Linked DNA regions of Zea mays: region 1 is linked to region 2. A link is a contact called in public Hi-C data. All regions are on one chromosome and are shown on one strand. Each heading gives the region's core, a stretch centred on a gene start, on an enhancer-like site or on the middle of the called end of the contact. The rest is flanking DNA. Distances are from core to core; before and after follow the strand shown. Region 1 holds the start of LOC100194161 (L-ascorbate peroxidase S chloroplastic/mitochondrial). Region 2 has its middle 7.7 kb from the start of LOC118476310.

Region 1 (3,280 bases), core at 459-2,958, 160 kb before region 2:
CTGCTTGGTTCTTGGTGCAGTCTAGCCTCGCCTCATTTTGTTGAGGTGGCATGAGTAACGAGAAACTCGCCCCTCCAAGCGTGCCAATTTGGCTATCTCACGGGAGCAAAGTAAAGCTTTCTTGCACAGTTCCCAATACGCTCAGGTGAGGGAACCAAACACCTGCACTTTCTCGTCATCTAGGCTAAACAAGGCACAATAGCGCTCAGCTAGGGAACCAAGCAGGCCCATAGTAGACTATGGCTATTTGGCTTAAAACTTGATATTCCACATCTTCCCAAATTTTAGATACAAATCTAAATAGAAATTCATCATACTATATTTCTGCTTTACAATTTATACCATGCTCTTCAGCTCTCTCCCCTACCGCAGAAGTGCGACATACAAGTATCTCACTCGTAAGGGCGACAATAGTATATAAATTATAGATATATTGGGCATACAACCATATTAACTTAATTGATTTGCGCCTAAATTATGCTTATTAGAATGGATTTCAATTCCAAGGATCCAAACAGGGCCTAAGCATAATTAGGGAAAACATTTATAAGTCAGCAATAACCCATATTCTAGTAGAAGTGGCTATAGTAAAAAAAATCTGGATCTGCCACTGGTTAGGGGCGGACCCAAGGGGTACCCCCCCCCCCCCCGACTACCCGGTAATTTGGTCCAAAAACAAACTACTCGTCAGTATTTAGGCGCAAAGAAACAATATATGCAACTTGGAACCTAATTTGATGAATTAAATTCATTATCAGATATTTTGCTCATTTTCTGCTTATGTAACGAATTGATAGAAATTATATATACATAGTACCGAAGTATACACAATATTACATGTCAAGATTATTTTTTTGTTCTCGACTGCCCTAGGTTTAAATTCTGGGTCAGCCATTGCCACTGATCAACAGTGAATACTTGATTACAAAACGGGCACCCTGCTCAGTTCTCTGCTCACACACCATGTGCTGCAGAGGCGTATATAAATGGACATCACTAACAAAGTTATTAAGTGATCACTATCACTATGTTCGCTGGCAGTGATGCCACCATAGTAAGATCGCAATTTAAAGCCTCACATCTTCTATTGTAGCAGTGTGATGGTATGACTGCAAAGGGTTTAGTCAAAACATCTTGAACAATGCATCACCATCATGAATTCATAATTGATGAAGTTTATGGATAACACACAGGGATCACCATACGCACCAGGATGGGGTGGGAGTGAGTCGTCCTGAGAAGCTCCCTGATGTCCTCGCGTGCGGCCTTCACCTGAGCCGCGTCAGACGCCATCGCCACAGCCGCGCACCTCACTGCCCTCGCCTTCTGCGATCACACACGTAAACTCGAGTCAACAGCCTGTCTGATGCTGCTGCTGCTGCACCATTTTCGATCTAGGGATGAAGCCGCAGGCGCACTGGTATCCAACGAACGCGGTATACGGACCTGTGGGAGCGAAGAGGGCGCGGCGCGGAGGCCGACGCGCGCGCGAGCTAGCGAAGGCGAGAAGAAGGCGCGGTTGGCCGGCGCCGCGCGGCGGGCGAATGGGGTGGCGGCGGCCGAGGCGCGGAGGGTGGCGGCGGATGCTGCGAGGCGCTCGGCCATGGCGGGTTTGCTAGGGGGGGAGCAGCCGCGGCGGCTCTTGGAGAGAGGAGGGGCTGCGGCCTGCGGGCTTGCCAGAGAAGTGGTCGATTTGACTCGATTCCACTTCCACTTTGCCTGCGTTTTGAGGCGTCTCGGGGGTTTGGTGCGCGGAGCGTGCTCCTGCTCTCACTCTCACTGCCGCTCGGGCCTGTGCGGCACTGCGTAGCCTAGGTTGGTTGGTGCCTTGGTGTTGGCGGTCGTGGAGGGTTGGTGCCTTGGTCTTCGGTCGCTGGTCAGTTTATTCGGCGGCGGGGCGGCCAACGAGCGCCACGCGCCGCGCGCGGGTTTGGACTCCGGCGGCGGTTTTTTATTTGAACTTTTTTCCAAAAAATCACAGTAAACCTCTACTAGTATGAGCAACTCTAACGTGTAAGTCAACTCCAAAACAGATATAAGTAAAGAATAATGATTTTTATTACTGCAACGTCTCCTTTATTTTCCTAAAAAAATTGTGTCTCTCGTATTCACAGTCTCCTCTCCTTCATATTTTGGTATGTTGCATCGTTTGTCAATCCATCCGCTCGTGTTTTTGTTTCCTGCGTGCATCAGTGTGTTCTAGTGGAGGTGGGAAACGGTGGCGCACATAGGTGTTTTTGTTTTCCCGCATGCAGTTATCCGTCTCGCCGTCAATACAAGACAGTGAAATATAATTGTAGTACACGACGATGGTCGATGGCTTGCTGAGTGTTTGAGGGGCTAGAATTGGAGCGTTACAGGAAAAGGGCTTCACCCTCTTCAAGCCGACTTTCTAGCCCAAGGCGAGGATTAGTTTGAACCTGAAGGGCATTAATACTGTGAGACAACCTAATGCAGCAGTACCAGTGTAGGATACCATGTTGTATACTTTGGGATCGTGGATTGCAGATGTAGATTGTTGTGCTGAAGTCTTGTGGTTGGTGAAGGTGGAGAAAGCGGGCACCACAGTTCATCGTGGATAGACTTCTGCAAGCAGAGAAGAAAAAAGTAATGGTACCTGCTTCCTAGCAGTTGATTGAATCGTTTTTCTTAAATTAGGAAAGTACAAAATTTACCGAGGTGATCTTAGTGAGAGAGAGATCAGGTCATGGTGGCCTGGCAGTGTATGAAATCAGATAGCACTAGGGGAGGGATGAAACAGATCTTCTAGGGTGCATTTGTTGCTTCAAGGAAGCTCTATCTACTCAACATAGCCTATTCAGATACCCAGAAGAAGCCCCTGAGCAGCGAGGCTAGAATTGTTCTGGAGAAATGTCGGTGTTTCGGACCCGCGAGGACCCTCAACCGACCAGTGAATTTGATGCTGCGTGTCCCTGCCTAGATGGGTTGATGCAAGATGGAACACAAGAGGGAGGATGAGGCTTATGTTATCTTGCACCGGGGTGCTCGTAGTAGGGGTCACAAGCGTCGAGAGAGAGAGTTCGGCCTTGAGTTGTCTGAGTTAGCCTCCTCCGCGTCTCTCCCACTCTGTCTTCTCTGCTTGCGTGTGTCTCTAGGAAGGCCCTGGACATCCCCTTTTATAGATATAAGGAGATGGTCCAGCTGTACAATGGGGGTGTAGCTATGTGCTAACGTGGCCGGCGGAGAAGTGCCTGAGCCCTGTATAAGCGTAGCTGACGGTGCGGCACGGGGTCCTGCTGACGTTTCTTCGCCGACGTCA
Region 2 (3,079 bases), core at 254-2,753:
TGCTGCTTTTGTATAAACTATAGGCCGCACACTGCTGTAATGCAAAGTAACGTGTATGGGAAGATTGTTTTATTATATGTATTTTTTATTTTTTATATTCGATGTTTTCTAATAGTCATGCATCTAAAGGTTCAGCATGAAGGCATGAAGCCACTTAGATTTTGGAGATCCTTGATAAAGCATTTCTGGCTCAGACAAGCTCACATTTATTGAAAGGGTTAGAATGTCTGTGTTGAACTTGTACAGGTGGATTGTCTATCTTCATCTAGTAGATTAAGTTTTTTGGTTGAGCTGATTAGTGTGTCTATTCTAACATGGTATCTACCAGAGCTAGAGATCTCGAATTCGAATCCATCTTATACTTTCGAGTTCGTGATGTTCTTTTTCTGCGAATATACCTAGACTGCTAGTCCATTCAGATGTATGCCTCGTGCACGTACCAGTGCCGGCCCTAGCGGGGGTCGAGCAGTGCCCCCGACTAGGGCCCCCAAATTAATGGGGCTTCACTTTAGTTACTAAATAACAGTATATATATACAGCCATATAGCGTATATTGTATATATATGTCTGTTAGCTCTACAAAACTTTTAAAGACCTAATTATAAGTCAACAACACGGCAACAACAAGCAAGAAGAATTAGACATAATCCATTAATCTTGATTTCTATATTTTAGTAGTAGTACTTCTTAGTCTCAGGCCCATCTGCCTAGGCTCTCAGTCGCAAACAAACAGACGGTCGTGCCCTCTCCTCTCGGTAGCCAACACACGACATTGGGTACGACAGCGCTTTTGTCTTTCCCTACATAGCGAACACGAAACTAACATGACATAATCGATTGATCTCACAACGTATTACATCTACTTGATCATTGTTCGAGGTAACCTTCTTTTAAGTCATCTGGACACATATATACCCCATGTTATATTTTACTTACTTTGTATTTAACTAGATGAACGCCCGTGCGTTGCTACGGAGTGAACATGTTATGATAAGGTACATTAAATTTCAAAAATACTAATTATCATTTTATATTCTTGTTAGCTTTTTTTTAAAAGTTAAGACTTTTTTACATACGAGGCCTACAGTGCAAGCTAGTAAGAGCTATGTAGTATAGATTCAGAGCTAAAGTTGGGAACTCAGAATTTCCCGCATGAGCCAAAAGACACCAATATTTCATAACTTTCACTTCCATGCCCTTAACAACAATCATCACTCACCAATATTTCATAACTTTCACTTCCATGCCCTTAACAACAATCATCACTCGCTAAAAATCTTCTACTTTAAGCAACAACACACTCGTCATTCACCAACAAGCTATAATCCAACTCGTCAGTCATTGTTAGGTGCCAGGACAACAGGAGTGCTTAGCACAGAACAAAACAGAGCAGCACAGAACAGAGGGATGAAACGACATGAAGGGAGCGCTCACCGGTGCAGCACGATCACGGTCGCAGGAGCCTGTGTGGATGTAGTAAGCACAGTCCACCTCGCATGGCCGCTCCGTCAGCTTCGCAGACCTGTCCGTGTCCCCACCGAGCTCCAGCCTCAACATCGACTCTACGAAAAGCATCCACGTCGATATCCACCATCATCACACGTCAGAGTGAGACAACACAACAGCAACCGAATCGAAGATTCAAAACCCTAAGATTGTCTCCAGTAGAGTGTGTAAAAAAGATAGCGATGATAAAAAAAGAAATGCCCCAAAAAAAACCTTAACTTGCACTTAAAAGGTTAATAGTCGATTACAACTACCTTTTTGAAAAATAAAAATATAAGTTGAAGAGTTTGTTAAGGGAAGAGGCAACAACATATTCTTTTATCTTTATTATCCACACAAGTACTATTGTATTAAATAAATGGCAACCTGAGGCAGTATATATACATATAACGAATCACATACTGGTTCCACCTTCCACAGTTCCAGGCATCCTAATCTAAAACATTTCAGTTGCTAAGGATGAAGCTTACTTGCATAAGTGTAAACTTACAGAATAAAAAACAAAACGCTAAAATGTCTGAGACTCAAGAGCACATAGATAATTGATTATTTTACACAGGACTACCTCTGGTTAATAAGTGTCTAGGACCTAGAATTCTTCAGTCTGGGAAATTGTAGCTTGTCACAGTACAGAGGTAAGCTTCAATCAGCTTCTGCACCTCAACAAGCATTATTACTCGTGCATATTTTGTATCACCATACTTAGAAAGCTGCTTATTTTCCCTAATAACAAGGCAAACCCAGAAATCACTCATTGAACAATCCAGAAACAACTAAAAGCCATGGTAATAATAACATCAGACGAGGCATACAAAAAAACAAGGCTGACCAGTCAGTTCTTTACCTAAAGTTGTCCAAGGTCAGAAACTGTGTGATCTCCTTAAACAACAACTCATTGAAGGATGCAAAGACCTTAAGGTCCTTGACCAAGATCTCAACAACCTTTGACTGATCATGTTTGATTTGTTAGCAAAGAAACCTCTAGTCAGAAAGGCACTCCACTCGAGCATTACATTGTACATAATGTAGTTCCATTAGCTCCTAAAGAAGCATAATATTCCCAAGTTCAGATTGTTAAATAGAGCAAAAAAAATATTTAAAAATGTGCTTGATGTAGTTCCCTCCTAAAAGTAATTGCTCAACATACTTATTTTTTTTAAAAAATCATGCTAAAACCCATTAGAGCAGAAAATATGCAAGAGTCATGTATGTCTATGCTGATAAGTACCTAACAGAAAACGTTGCCACCTTTGTGCTAGGCGATCAACTTCCAGTGATGAACATTAAGTTCAAAATTCTACACAACCAACCTCATGGTAGTTATCAAAAATCAAACTTTATCATTAGTTATGTACAACTCATAATACTTGCTTCCAAAGCTAAGAGTCCACTTTCCTGAGAAGTGAGTGTGGCAGTAGACTTCTATTTCATGAGATAGATGATGTAACAAAGGTTAATACTACAATGTGCAGTTAAGTACCTAATCATCCATAAGAAAGTTTGTAGTCTTCAAGTCCATATGAACAATATTAATCTGATGGAAGTAATTCACTCCCTTGGACACATAAGATGC

The links. Hi-C and Micro-C count contacts between places; a contact is called where the count stands out from the background.
Region 1: a contact with region 2 is called in a Hi-C map of leaf, with 4 times the contacts expected there. The contact joins the promoter of LOC100194161 here to the enhancer-like site in region 2. A contact is called at or near these places in 3 of 25 Hi-C or Micro-C datasets (bundle sheath, ear and leaf).

Annotation. Positions count from the first base shown.
Region 1 is chr2:51,420,653-51,423,932 of Zm-B73-REFERENCE-NAM-5.0, reverse strand. LOC100194161 (L-ascorbate peroxidase S chloroplastic/mitochondrial) reads right to left here and starts at 1,708. Exons shown (of 12, transcript NM_001139211.1): 1 at 1,447-1,708; 2 at 1,210-1,326. The coding sequence starts at 1,605.
Region 2 is chr2:51,263,860-51,266,938 of Zm-B73-REFERENCE-NAM-5.0, reverse strand. No RefSeq gene overlaps it. Among protein-coding and RNA genes, the nearest start is that of LOC118476310, 7.7 kb to the right of the region's middle. Within about 2 kb of position 1,503, at least 4 of the 20 cell types and tissues checked have an H3K27ac peak or open chromatin away from gene starts, as enhancers often do. A contact at or near this core is called in bundle sheath and leaf, where this site is marked.